3 separate regions of the Mus musculus genome follow, and regions 1 and 2 are each linked to region 3. A link is a contact called in public HiChIP or PLAC-seq and promoter capture Hi-C data. All regions are on one chromosome and are shown on one strand. Each heading gives the region's core, a stretch centred on a gene start, on an enhancer-like site or on the middle of the called end of the contact. The rest is flanking DNA. Distances are from core to core; before and after follow the strand shown. Region 1 holds the start of Srprb (signal recognition particle receptor, B subunit). Region 2 overlaps Gm46128 (a long non-coding RNA gene). Region 3 overlaps Topbp1 (topoisomerase (DNA) II binding protein 1).

Region 1 (4,615 bases), core at 1,452-3,951, 150 kb after region 3:
GGGAGAGGACGTAGAGGAGGAGGAAGAAGAAAAGCAGAGCAGAAGCACATGGCCTGGAGAAACTGCAAGTTCTAAGGGGTCTCATAGATGTGGAAGATGGTAGTGTAGTGGTAGATCTGCCCAACCTAGGTGCACAGCATGTATTCATATTAACTGTGTTGTGTTTTCATCGCCGGGGTATATTTGGGATGGAGATTTACCAAAACAAAGGATGATACAAAATCTCACACTATGTAGCCAAGGAATTTACTGTGTAGGTTAGGCTGTGTTGTGGTTTGAATGAGAACATCTCCATAGCTTCATACATTTGAACGCTTGGTCCCCAGTTGGTGAAACTGTTTGGGAAGGATTAGGAGGTGTGGCCTTGTTGGAGGAGGTGTGTCACTGGAGTGAGCTTTGAAGTTTTGAACACCCACACCAGGCCCAGTTTCTTATTCTCTGCCTCTGAATCAGGATGTAGGCTCTTAGCTACTGTGTCAGTGCCATGCCTGCCTGCTGCCACATCCCCTACTGCGACACTCATGAACTCAGCCTCTGAAATATAAGGAAGCTCTCGATTAAATGCTTTCTATGCTTTCTTCTGCCAGGCGGTGGTGGTGCATGCCTTTAATCCCAGCACTCGGGAGGCAGAGGCAGGTGGATTTCTGAGTTCGAGGCCAGCCTGGTCTACGGAGTGAGTTCCAGGGCAGCCAGGGCTACACAGAGAAACCCTGTCTCAAAAAAACAAACAAACAAAAAAGCTCCCAATTAAATGCTTTCTTCTGTATTGGTCATGGTGTCTTTTCACAGTAATAGAACAACAGCAACTATATATTTTATAGTCATTACAACCTACATATTTTAACTTCTAAATATCTCAGAAATTTTACCCTGTATTTCACACTTTCAGTGTTTGTTTGTTTATTTATTTATTTAATGTATGTGAGCACACTGTAGCTGTCTGCAGACACACCAGAAGAGGGCATCAGATCCCATTACAGATGGCTGTGAGCCACCTGATGTGGTTGCTGGGAACTGAACTCAGGACCTCTGGAAGAGCAACCAGTGCTCTTAACCACTGAGCCATCTCTCTAGCCCCGGATTTCACACTTTTATCCTGTGTTAGACTCCAAGTATCTTTTGCCTAAATACGACAAGAGACTCCCATTGATTCCCCCAGCCTCAGTCTTTTCTCTCTCCAGTCACAGTTCTCCACAGATCTGCCAATTATCCATGTCACCTTCAGCTTATTGTTATACTATGAGTAAACTCTGAGTTCTTCAGCATAGCACACAAAACCACTCCCAGGTCTGATTCCTACAAACTTTTCCAGCTGCCTTTCTGCCACTTTTGCTTCCATGGACAATCTAATCATTCTTATACATAGCCTGTAGCCAGCGACTCAGTATCTGGCGATGGTAAGGCCAACGGAGTGGCCCTCTCGAGTGGGCTTCTTCTCACCTGCCCTCTGCCTTTTGAGGATGTATGGAAATCGAAATCACATTGCGAACCTTCCAAACTCAAACTTTAACATCTTTGTTTCATTTCCTACCCAATCACTCACTGCCACACTAGAGAGGAAGGGAATGTCTCATTTCCTCTCTTCCTGGTACCTGCAGGAGTTGGGGTTTTATGTGGCAGTGCGACATTTTAATGAATTTGTTTAGCCTTTAAGTGACATCGACTTTTCCTGTCATCTCCCAGGCAGACCTGTACTTAAATACTTTAAAATAATGACAGCTACTTAATGACAGAGGCTGCAAATGGCCCTCGAGGCTTGGCCACTTCTGACTCGCAGAGATATTTTTAAATTGAAGCTCACATTTTTTTTTAAATGTTTCGATTACCCGATGAAATCTTAAGTAGAAGAGTTCCCATGAAGATCTTTTATAAATAAGTCCTCTTGAGAAACTGAAAAATGTTGTCTACTCTGGGCCTCTCAAATGGCCTACCTGGTTGAGTAGGCCTGCTTCCTTTGGGTGGGAATGATCAATCTATCGTCGACACCTCCACATCCTCCCGAGCACTGATTTTCCTGATTGCTTTTTAAAATGCAGTCATTTTTTTCCGTGCTGGACGTGTCAATGCAGGACACAGAATTCCCGAGTTTCCCACATGTCATTGGCTTTTACTCAAGCTTCTCTTCCGTGCGTCTTTTTCTGTTTTCTTTAGTTGCCGGTATAGGTTAATGCATCCTCCAAGATTCAGGTCCATCTCTAGCTACTTTTCTCTGACCTCATAAAGGACTTGATGTGTCTTTGTGGATTCTCTGTGACTCCATCACATCTTCGGTCACATCATACTGTGGTAAAATCTCTCATAAATTTCATCCCATGTAACGGCCGAGTAGAAATCCTCACCCTCAAATGAAGTTTTGTAGCCGTTAATTTTGCTAAAAGTCATCATTCTTTCAAAAATCGAAATGAAATGGGAGTAGAGGGGTGGGTTTGACCAAAAGACATCATATTCATTTATGAAATTCTCCAAAGATAAAAAATTAAAATGCAAAGAAAAAAAATTCCACAAAGCTATACATGTCTCAAAGCATGCCGATATGAATACACTCGCTAACTGGGTTGTAGAAACCAAAAAACTCCAACTCCCATCAGGCACTTAGCCGAGATACCCCTAAGGGACTACAACTCCCGTGATGCCCCGCGCCCCACCACGGCGTGGAGCCTAGAGCCACGTAACTTTGGCGGCCCGGGAAGACTACACACCTCTTTCATGGCTTCGGCGAACACCCGGCGAGTTGGCGATGGCGCCGGTGGCGCCTTCCAGCCTTACCTCGACTCCTTACGACAGGAGCTGCAGCAGAGGGATCCGACGCTGCTCTCCGTGGCGGTGGCTCTCCTGGCGGTGCTGCTGACGCTGGGTGAGGCGGCCGGCATTCACGGCGAGGGCAGGGTGGCTCGGCGCCGCAGGCCAGGGAGGCGGACGGCTGCGTTCCCTCTTCTACTACTCGTCTTCCAGACCCAGCAGTGTGGAAAGGGGACGCTGAAGTGACCTGGGTCTTGGGACAGGACTTACATGAGGCGGCCCTGTGCGCTTGAGCGCTGCGGCCGCCATCGTTCATTCCAACTTTGAGCCACTTGTGTCTGAACTGGGCTCTGAGATACTGGGGTACTAAGGTAGAGTAGAAATCCACCAATCAAATGTAGCAAGCCACTAATTTTTCCCAGATCCATCATTCTGTGTATACTTTTAGTCTCCACATTTGGATGAGGGAAATAGACGTGAAAAGGTTTACAGTTGATAGTGGCTGGCGCTCCGTGAGTTCCTAACAAAACTGACTCTAATCCGTGTGACAATGAAAGTAGTCCAGATGGACGCTTTGTTTTTTTGTCGTAAATGCCTACTAATAATGTCTTTAGAAAATGAAGGCTGCCTTTCTCTTCTCTGCAGTGTTCTGGAAGTTCATCTGGAGCCGAAAGAGCAGTCAGAGAGCTGTTCTCTTCGTTGGTCTCTGTGACTCTGGGAAAACGTTGCTGTTTGTCAGGGTAATGCTTTGATTTTCACCTCGGTTAGACTTAAGAGGGATGGGTAAGGCATTTCCGTAGCCCTGTCATCTTGCAGTTTATTTGGTACAGCAAGTTTAGGACATGTTTTTAAAAATATTTTTTTTTCTTTTTAATTATATGTATGTGTGTGGGTATATGCACATGAGTGCCTGTACCTGTAGAGGCCAGATGTGTCAGATTTTGTAGAGTCGGTCTTCAAAGCTGCCTGATGTGGGTGCTGGGAATTGAATTCAGGTCCCTTTGCTAGAAGCAGGATGGGATCTTATCCAACTTAGTTGAGTCTCCAGCCCTGGGAGTTAATTCTTTTTTTTTTTTTAAGATTTATTTATTATTATATCTAAGTACACTGTAGCTGTCTTCAGATGCACCAGAAGAGGGAGTCAGATCTCATTACAGATGGTTGTGAGCCACCATGTGGTTGCTGGGATTTGAACTCAGGACCTTCGGAAGAGCAGTCGGTGCTCTTAACCACTGAGCTATCTCTCCAGCCCCCTGGGAGTTATATAAAAAAGACTCTAGGAAAACCTGTAAAAACACACACACACACACACACACACACACATACACACACGATGCTGTTAGAATACGTGGTCTGGGGATGGGGAGGTGACTCAGTCTGTTTTCTTGCCTGGCAAAAAAATGAGGGTCTGAGTTTGGATCGGTGGCACATACGTGAAAGCCAGGTCCAGAAGTTCTTGTCAGCAATCCCAGGGCCTAGGAGGTATGGATCCCTGGAATTCCTTGGCTCACCACCACCCATGCTAGTTGGTTTTCTCCCCGGGTTCAGTGAGAGACCACAGCCTCACAAAAGGTGGCTGGCTGTGTGGTGGTGGTCCATGCCTTTAAAGCCAACACTTGGGAGGCAGAAGTAGGAGGATCTCTTCAAGTTTGAGGCCAGCTTGGTCTGTAGAATGAGTTCCAGGACAGCCAGAGCTGCACAGAGAAACCCTATGTCAGGGAAAAAAAAAAAAAAAAAAAAGCAAAAACAGTAAATAAATAAGGTGGAGAAAGATTAAGGACTCCCGACATCAACCAACCTTCAGTGTACATACACCTGTTAAAAAATGCATTACCAGTTTCTTGGGCTACTCAGAATATAATGGTTATGGACATAC
Region 2 (4,943 bases), core at 34-2,533, 240 kb after region 3:
CAACACTTTCATTTCTCTTGAGTCTTTTGAATTCATATTTCAAACCCTGTCTTCTGACTTGCTCTTCCCTTCTCGCTGTACTCCCAAGATTCCTGTTGATGCATAGAGCAGAGCCTTTGGTTCCCGTGTCTGCTTAGCATTCCATCGTCTGCCCCAATTTTGAAACCATTTTCAGTAAAAATGTGTCCAGTTTTTAAAGCCTGAAATAGTTTTAGACTACATAGAGGTTTCAAAAAATAGTACAGGAAGTTTCTGTGTCTCTTCATCCAACAGCCCCCACGATAACATCTTACATAACCACGGTACCTTAGCAGAGCCAGGAAATTAACCATGGAAAGAGCACCCAGCCTTCTTTCTGCTTTGCAAATGGTGCAGATAGGACTGTTCTCTACCTGTCTCCTGGTGCACCTGCGGAAAGGTTCCAAAGCTCTGCAGAGAGGAAATACATCAAGGGCTAAAACCTGATGTATGTTGTTATCTTTACACCAAAGATCGCTGTCGGAACATATAGCTACCCCACCACCCATGTTTCTTCATGTTCTTCAAGAAGGGCTTGGCTATTTGCCCTTGGCTATTTCTTAATCGCGTTCTCACGCCCGGCCAGGAAGAACACAACAGACCAGAATCTTCTGCGGCAAAACTTTATTGCTTACATCTTCAGGAGCTAGGAGCGCAAACCCTCCGCCCCAAAAGCGAAAGCCCCTTCTATTTACATCTTTAGGAGCCAGCGCAGAGCGCACTCTATTGTTTACATCTTTAGGCAGCGAGCGAGCGCAGGGCGCGCAGAGCCAGAGAGATGCCAGCGAGAGAGAGAGAGAGAGAGAGAGAGAGAGAGAGAGAGAGAGAGAGAGAGAGAGAGAGAGAATGGCGGAAAACCCCGTCCCCTTTAAGGAGGAGTTATTCTTCGCTTAGGACGCATCACTCCCTGATTGGCTGCAGCCCATGGCCGAGCTGACGTTCACGGGAAAGGCAGAGTACAAGTAGTCGTAAAATACCCTTGGCACATGCGCAGATTATTTGTTTACCACTTAGAACACAGGATGTCAGCGCCATCTTGTGACGGCGAATGTGGGGGCGGCTCCCAACAGCTATTTACATAAAAACATAACTACAGATTTCTCTTCATTTGGAAGTCACTATGGGTTCACAAGAAGTTGCAAAAAAAGTCAGACCCGTGGGTACTTTATCTAACCTGCCCTACCCACTTCCACCATGGTAGTATCTTGTGTATCAAGTTCATTGTCGAGCCCGTATATAGACAATCAAGTACAAAGAGTCCCATCACCATGGGAACACTCCTGCTCCTGCCTTCCTCACACCTATCCCTTCCTCACTCTCAATCACTGAACTATTTCATTTCCTTAGACTCAAGAATCTGAACGAAATTATATTGTACGGAACATGGGGCGGGGGGGGGGGGGGGGCTGGGTTTTTTTTTTTTTTTTTCTTCTCACCTGAGATAACTCCATGGACAGATTCTGAGTTCCTGTTTGTATCAGTAGTCTACTCCATTACTACTGAGAGGTGTGCCATGGTGTGGACCACAGTAGTTTCTTCCTTCCCTCACCCACAACAGATGCCTGCATTCTTTGCATTCTTTGGATAAACCTTACCCAATGATAATAAGTTGTTCTTTTATATATATTAAATTTGGCATTCTAAAATGTTGGCACTTTTTTTTTGTCTACGATTGTGAGTGATGTTGTCCTGCAATTTTCTTCTCTTATAATATCATCATTTTCAGTGCCTGACAAATACAGAAGTGGATGCTCACAGCCATCCATTGGACCGAGCACAGGGTCCCCAATGAAGGAGCTAGAGAAAGGACCTAAGAAGCTGACAGGGTTTGCAGCTCCATAGGAGGAACAACAATATGAACTAACCAGTACCCTTAGAGCTCCCTGGGACTAAACCACCAACCAAAGGGTACACATGGTGGGACTCATGGCTCCAGCTGCACATGTAGCAGAGGATGGCCTAGTAAGACATCAATGGGAGGAGAGGCCCTTGGTCCTGTGAAGGCTCAATGCCCCAGTGTAGGGGAATGCCAGGGCCAGGAAGCAGGTGTGGGTGGGTTGGTGAGCAGGGGGAGGGGATAAGGAAGAGGGTGTTTTTCAGAGGGGAAACCAGGAAAGGAGATAACATTTGAAATGTAAATAAAGAAAATATCCAATAAAAGCAAAAACAAAACAAAACCAACAACAAAAATTAATATCATCATTTGGTTTGGATAACAGTCATGCTGGCCTCAGAAAATGAGCCAGGAAGTACACGGGCATCACCCATTTGTGGCAGGAGCTTATGTAAAATTGGAATTGTTTCTTAAATGTTGAACGGAAGGGCTGGAGAGATGACTCAGTGGTTAGGAGCACTTCCCATGCTTCAGAAAGACCAGAGTTCTGTTCTGAGCACCCACATCAGGCAGCTCATGACCAGAACCAGTGGTCTCTGATTCCCTCTTCTGGTCTCCATGGGCACTCACAGGTATATACTCACATAGACACACGTAAATATTTAAACTTTTTATGTACTTTTAAAAATTATTGTTAGTTTTGGTTTTCCAAGACAGGATTTCTCTGTGTAGACCTGGCCGTCCTCCATAGACCAGGCAGGCCTCGGATTCAGAGATCCACGTGTGTTTGCCTCCCGAGTGCTGGGATCAAAAGTGTGAGCAACTATGCTCAGCTAAGATAATTTGTTAGTGAAACAATTTTAAGTTGGATGGAATTATTGAATGAAGCCGTTGATTCTTGGTTTTCTTTATGGGGAGATTTAAAAATACCAATTCAGTTTCTTCAGTAAATATTAGACTTTTTGAGTTCTCTGTTCTCTTTCTTGATGGATCACCAACAGTCAGTGTCTTTAAAGGAATTTTTCCACTTAAGCTACACAACTTGTGTGTGAGAGAGACTATTTGTAATGTTGCCTTATTAATCTTTTAATTCTATAAACTGTCTAGTGATATGTCTCCTATTCCAGATTTTGGCAGGTTATAGCTGTCTTCTTCCCTGCCCCCAGTATTCTATCTAGAGGTCTATTGGTTGCCTTGATCATCCTAAACAATGCACTTTTGATATATTGATATTATTTGTTCGTTTCTCTTGTGTGAGTCTTGTGTGGACTACCACAGCTGCTCTGCTCTGAGCTTATAAATTCTGTGGTCCTGACATATACAGAAGACACTTTTTGGCCTCTGGACCTTACAGTCTTTCTCCTTCCTCTTCCACGAGGTTTCCGTAAGCCTTGGGGGAAGCGGATCAAACACATCACTTTGAAACCATAACCTTTGTGGTGGTTTGAGTGAGCAATGTCCCCCACAGTCTCACACAGTTGGGGTTCGGTCCCTGGTTGGAGGAGCTGTTGGGAAATTATGGAGTCATTGGATGATGGAGCCTTGCTGGAAGGAGTATGTCAGATGTCCCAGGCTTTCAGAGTTTATAGCCTTGTCCCATTTCTAGTTGGTTTTCTGCTCTCTGCTTGTGGTTGAAGATGTGACCTTCTCCACAGCTGCGGCCATCAGCTGCCTTGCATGTCTCCTCTGTCATTATGGGCTCTTCCTCTGGAACCGAAGGCCAAAGTTAGCTCTTTCTTTTTGTGAGTCAGGTCTGTCTGGTTATGGTGTTTTATCACAGCAACAGGAAAATAACTAATATGCCCTTCCATTTCCCTTCCTCACAGGCTCAAGACCATGAAAGATGCACTCATCCCCACACTAAAGGTCCCCATAGTCTTTAATAACTTCAGTATTTTAAAAGTCCAAAGTCGGGGCTGGTGAGATGGCTCAGCGGTTAAGAGCGCCGACTGCTCTTCCAAAGGTCCTGAGTTCAAATCCCAGCAACCACATGGTGGCTCACAGCCATCCATAACAAAATCTGATGCCATCTTCTGGAGTGTCTGAAGACATTGTACTTGCATATGATAAATTTAAAAAAATAAATAAAAGTCCAAAGTCTTTTAACTGTCAGCTCCTATAAAATAATAATGATAAGAATGTTCATACTTCCAATATATAATGGCACAGAGTAAATATATTTAAAAATGGGAGAACCAGGGCATAGCAGAGTACAATTACACCAAAACAAAACTAAAATCCAGCAGGATGAATAGGAGATCCTGCAGCTTCCTATCCAGCATCTGGAGCTGGTAACGTAGTCAACTGGGCATCAAAGGGCTCCATCGCTTCACTCCTCTGACTCTGTCACCTGTAGAACACACAGAGTCTCCCCCAGGCCACCTGCTCTCCATGCCTGCAGATCTCCTTGACAGATGTCCCTTAGTTCTGACCTCTGATACCCTAGGAGGCCTCCATAACACTGGGGCTTAATTTTCACAACTCTATACAATGGCCTTTTAGTACCTCTATTTAGGGTCTCCGGCCCTGCTACACACTGCCGGGCCTCCGCTGCTCATCAAGAGTCTCTACATCTTATATTCTCCACGCTGTAGATTCTGCTACTAGCTTGGGATAGATCCTGGTACCCTTGAACTACACGGCCACATTGGCTTTTGTGTGCTGGCCTTGGGGAGACATTTTCCTAGGCAGTTGCTTTCAAGGAGCATGGAACTCTTTGAAGTTGGGCTTTCTTGCTTTAAATGAATTTGAATCTTCACAAGCTAGAGCTTCCTATGAGTGAGGGTTTTTTGTTGTTGTTGTTGTTTTGTTTTTGGTTTTGTTTTTGTTTGGCCTTTGGGATACTTTTCTTGGAATCGTGAGCTAAAATGAAGCCCATTCTGGTTAGGTTTCTATTGCTGTAATAAACACCATCACCAAAAGCAACTTTAGAAGGACAGGATTTATTTCACCTTGCAGATTACAGTCCATCGTTGAGGGAAGTCGGGGCAGGAACCTGGCGGCACAAACTGAAGCAGAGGCCATGGAAGAATATTGACTACTGGCTAGCTCTTCACAGTTTGCTGATCCTAGATTCTTATTGTTCTTTTGC
Region 3 (4,558 bases), core at 1,568-4,067:
TACAGGATCATTAGAATCTGAAGCATAGTCCTTCAGATGTATGCCTTTAAACTGCTACACAAATGCATCACAGCAATGTTCAGGTTGTAGCTGAAAATTTTCTAGTGCACTTTATACATTTTAGGCAAGCACACTAAACTCAAAAACATTCGTTGGGTGGTTGTGTATGGCTCACTTCAGTGTACTCGAGGCCGTTTGACTACATTCTCTGCAGGAGTTTTCCTCTTCTGTGGTAATCCAGGCCCACCTTTCTTATTATGGAATAAAGCAGCTTCGGATACACGGTAATTGTCTGCACAAGGAGGGGATTCCTGGAATGGGAAGAGGAAAACTTCAAATTTGTAGTGCATGTATGTCTCCAGGTTTCTTTTTCCCCTCAAAGCTTGCCAGTGGGTCAAAGTTCAGGTAAAGCATGGCTAGTTCAGATTTTAATGATTCCATGGATTAAAATATAGATTAAATTGGGGAAAGGCTGGTCAGTAGCTAGTAGTGTGAATTACTATAAGTGTTTTTACACCCATTTACAAATGTGCAATGGGCTTAACTATCAGGTAGCAAGGACATTTAAGTGTTTCTACCTGACACCAAGTCCTTGCAATGGCTACCTTTGCAGCCATTTTTCTATTTTCATAAAATAAATAAATAAATAAATAAATAAATAAATAAATAAGACAAGCTGGCCTTTTGTAGCCCAGGATGCTTCAGACTTTTAGTGATCCTCCTACCTTTAACTCCCAAATGTTGGGATTAAAGGCCTGAGTCACCATGCCAATCCCACTAGTCACTTATGGGCCTGGAACTGAGCCTTTCCAGTGTTAAGATTACAAACATCATGCTTGCCTTTTTTGGGTTCTGGGAATTGAACTTAAATTCTAATTAAAGACGCTGGAGAATTAACAAACCAAGTAACTGTTACAGGGCAGGTCAGACCTGGGTCAATTTAGCTTTTGTGGGCTTTCTCATTTTGTTTCTTTTATGTGTGCCACAGGCTGGCTAAAATTCTAATAGAAATGGCTTGAAGAACAAGGTAGGAAAGCAACTATTTCCTCAGAAAAAAAAGGTTGGGAACCCAGAGCAAAGGTCTGGAAGCCAGAAATAGTTTGTGGAGCTTGGCCAAATCTTTGGCCTCTGAGCCATACATACACACACACACACACACACACACACACAACCTTTATTTAATAAGACTAAAATGTGAACTGACAGTTCAGCTGCTTCTGTTATTTGTTAAGTAATGCAAACAGATAAATGCCAGGATCTATAGTCTATAACCTATTTTCCATCAGAATTGAAAGAAAACAGACAAACAAACAAAACCAGTTTAAGGCCTAAGGCCAATCTGGAGTACCAAGTGAAAAAAGCTCATAAACAACGAGATACATGCTGGTAATAACAGCAATTAGCAGGACAAGGATGGGAGGCAAAGAGAGGCAGAGTAAGAGAGGTAAAGACTGATTCTTTTAAAGCATGATGCTACTACCTCCACTGTAGCCATACCAGATGCTAAAAGTCAAGTGACTATAAAGTGACACCAAATCTCTTCTAGGAAGAGTCTGATAGTGAATACCATGCAATTCTAGTACTAGGAGACAGAAGTAGGAAGCCCTGCAAGTTTAAAGCTATCCAGACCACATAAACTAAATGTATACTTAGCCCAGCAGTTACACTACTTCACATTGAAGGGAAGTCACCCAGGGGCTCTGTTCAGACAGAACGTTCTATAATAAGGGATGAGCTAGCTAACATGCACCATGACCTAGACACATGGACAGTATGCTAAGTGTTCCCTAAGGCCAGGTATAAAAAGCTCTCAAACTAAGGAAAGATTAATATATTCTGGGGACAAATAATAAAACAAGCTTATCTCTGTGGGGCTGGGGTAGAGGTCATTGAAAAGGGCCCCAAGGATGCTTGTTGAAATGAGGTCATGCTCTTGATACCAAAGGGTTTTGGAAGGCCATCATCTATCAGGAGGCTGACTCACATGATGGAACTGTTATCTACAAATTTCACTGTACAACAGCTCTTCTAAGAGAAAAGTAAACAAATACTGGATTCTAGTTAATGATACACATGCTAAGTATTTGAGGAGACACATGTTCTGATTTCCCCAAAACTCTGAAATGCATAAAAAAAATGAGAAACGGCTATGTAATAAATCAATGTTACTTGATTATATTAAAATGTTGCTTGACCTAGGAAGCAAGTATACAGTTTAAAAATCCATTCATTTAGGGCCGGAGAGATGGCTTAGCAGTTAAGAGCACTTAAGAGATCTAAGTTTGATTCTCACACCCATACTGGACAGGATACAGCCTCCTATAACTCCAGCTCCAGGGAATAGAACTCTTTTTTTTTTTTTTTTTTTTGAACTCCACAGACACCTCTATACACGAACACACACACACACACACACACACACACACACACACACACGAGCACACACACGAACACAGGTACACACGAACACAGGTACACACGGTAGGTCTGTTACTGTTAGGTAGGAACTGAGTCTGATTTCAATGGCAGCCAGTTCTCTTGTCTCTGAGCCAACTCTCTAGCCCCCTGCTTTCTTTATAGCCCAATATTTTAAAGAACTTGTAAAACATCTATAGCTACCCAGATTTTCATAAACCTGTCATACTTAAATTTCATGCTAAAAAGTTTACAGGCATCCAATATAGAAATGGAACTAAACTGAAAGACTAGAGAATGGCAGACTGTCAATTCTATTAGCAGCAAGCCAAGAGTAAATGTGTGGATGTTCATCTACAAACATACACATATCTCTAGAAATAAGGAAGTATGGGGCCAGCAAAATGACTCAGCAAGTAAAGGCGCTTGCTACCAGCCTGGCAACCTAAGTTTGAACCTACATGGTAGGAGAGAACCAACTCCATTAAGCTATCCTCTGACGAGCACACATGTGCCAACTCCCCACCCCACATATACACACAAGTAATAAAAATGATAATGATAAACGGAAGAGTAGAATGTGACAAACCAGCATGAGATAATCAGCGATATATTCTGTTTTCAAGCAGACCATGTTCTGGGCAGTAGCCTCTGCGATGAAAACTCTGCAGTCATCAGGTTTCAGTTTATTGAAGTCACAAAAGAGATGCGTAGCATCTTTAAGTAAAGGTTCTGGATGACCAGATAACACCTAATGAAAAACAGGAAGGGTTAATCCCCTCATGCTCCATAGCAGATGCTCCTCCCCTCAAAGGCAGAGGGCAGGGAGACATCACAGAAACCTTGCTGGACAAGTTGGTGCAAACCTGCCCCTAGGATAGCAGTAAATTAATTCAGGACAAACCTTTGCTCCTCCTGCCTGAAGAAGGCGTTTGAACCCAGCTTCTCGGGGCCGATCAACACGTAAAATAGCTTTCCAGCCACTAAATGCTCCCTATTTAAAAATAAGTACATGTAATTTTAACATACTAAACATTCAAAATGCAGAGATAATGCATGAATTTAATTGTTTAGTGTCAAGTAATTTCTTGTCATTCATCTATCTATCTATACACACACACACACACAAAACTCAGTGGGTTTTTTGCATATATTTACATATACTAAGTATCACTTGCATGCAGGGCCTACAGAAGTCAGAAGAGGGTGTTGGATCCTCTGGAAGTAGATTTACAGATGTTGATGATAGGAATTAAATCTGAGTTCTCTGGAAGAGCAGCGCAGGTGCCTTTACCCCTGGGCGGCCTCTTCAACCCATTATTAGTTTAAAAAAAAGAAAGAAAGAAAAGAAAAAGGACAAAGTTTCATAGGCTAGCTCTGACCTCTTGCTCTTCTCCTGCCTCCCAAGTGCTAGGATTACAGGAGTACCCTAGCAATCAGCAATTAGGAAAGAAAGGACATAATTTCCTTACTCAAAAGTATATAGACTCCTTAGAGAGAATTTGCAGACCTGGCTTAGGACTCCTGATGCTCTACCCTGAAAAGACAAGTTATCTTTAGAAGACCCTATCTTACAGTAACACAATACTTTGTTGTCTCAGGCAGGATTTCTACATAGCCTCAGATATCCTGGAATTCAAACATTCTCCTGCCTCTGCCTCCCTGCACAACAGAAATTTTAGTTCAACACAGAATGTGCAACTAAATATATCAATTATGGAATAAAAGACAATCAGAACTACTTGGTCAGGCATATGCTCTTTAAAACAAGTCACAATACTGAATCCCACAATAGTACCTCAACAATGCCGGATTCTTGACTTTGCTGGATTCTTTTCCTCCATCTCATTGCCGCCAGTGCGAGCTTCTGCTGGTGCTCAGTGACGTCAGGGAGAGCATCAAGTATGGAGCTACTTCCCCACTCGTAGTCTTCTTCCTAGAAAACCAGGCCAGTGAACTTGTGGGTTCCTTTCACAGCACTGTGCTAACTAAGCATGGGTATCTGGCCCCCAGCAGCTTGCAGTCTATCAAGATCAAAGCTGAAAGTTCAATCGTTACAGAGACACGAATGATAGAGAACACTACTTTGGGAACTCATTCCATTTATTCAGTTTTATGTGAAGAACCAGTACAGCTGGCTTTA

The links. Promoter capture Hi-C pulls out the DNA fragments that hold promoters and counts their contacts. HiChIP or PLAC-seq counts read pairs in DNA pulled down with a chosen protein or histone mark.
Region 1: a promoter capture Hi-C map of hematopoietic stem and progenitor cells shows a contact between it and region 3. The contact joins the promoter of Srprb here to the enhancer-like site in region 3. A contact is called at or near these places in 11 of 39 promoter capture datasets (3T3-L1-derived adipocytes, the C10 cell line, HPC-7-derived erythroid cells and 7 more), 15 of 484 Hi-C or Micro-C datasets (B cells, CD8 T cells, LSK cells and 10 more), 1 of 115 datasets of contacts at active chromatin or transcription factors (stem cell-derived neural progenitor cells) and 4 of 9 other capture datasets (adipose tissue, bone marrow-derived macrophages, liver and 1 more).
Region 2: a contact with region 3 is called in an H3K4me3 HiChIP or PLAC-seq map of bone marrow-derived macrophages, with 4 times the contacts expected there. The contact joins two enhancer-like sites. A contact is called at or near these places in 5 of 484 Hi-C or Micro-C datasets (CD8 T cells, embryonic stem cells and natural killer cells), 5 of 115 datasets of contacts at active chromatin or transcription factors (bone marrow-derived macrophages, embryonic basal ganglia, embryonic midbrain and 2 more) and 3 of 9 other capture datasets (adipose tissue, liver and pancreatic islet).

The regions. Positions count from the first base shown.
Region 1 is chr9:103,200,151-103,204,765 of GRCm38.p6, reverse strand. Srprb (signal recognition particle receptor, B subunit) reads left to right here and starts at 2,701. Exons shown (of 7, transcript NM_009275.4): 1 at 2,701-2,854; 2 at 3,385-3,479. The coding sequence starts at 2,707.
Region 2 is chr9:103,104,746-103,109,688 of GRCm38.p6, reverse strand. The region is part of intron 1 of Gm46128 (a long non-coding RNA gene); the gene reads left to right. Among named protein-coding and RNA genes, the nearest start is that of Rab6b, 4.9 kb to the left of the region's middle. Within about 2 kb of position 1,283, at least 69 of the 459 cell types and tissues checked have an H3K27ac peak or open chromatin away from gene starts, as enhancers often do. A contact at or near this core is called in bone marrow-derived macrophages, where this site is marked.
Region 3 is chr9:103,345,535-103,350,092 of GRCm38.p6, reverse strand. It overlaps Topbp1 (topoisomerase (DNA) II binding protein 1), which reads right to left. Exons shown (of 28, transcript NM_176979.5): 25 at 4,214-4,351; 26 at 3,320-3,409; 27 at 3,005-3,166; 28 at 1-311. The coding sequence ends at 177. Among named protein-coding and RNA genes, the nearest start is that of Cdv3, 18 kb to the left of the region's middle. Within about 2 kb of position 2,817, at least 22 of the 459 cell types and tissues checked have an H3K27ac peak or open chromatin away from gene starts, as enhancers often do. A contact at or near this core is called in bone marrow-derived macrophages, granulocyte-monocyte progenitors and hematopoietic stem and progenitor cells, where this site is marked.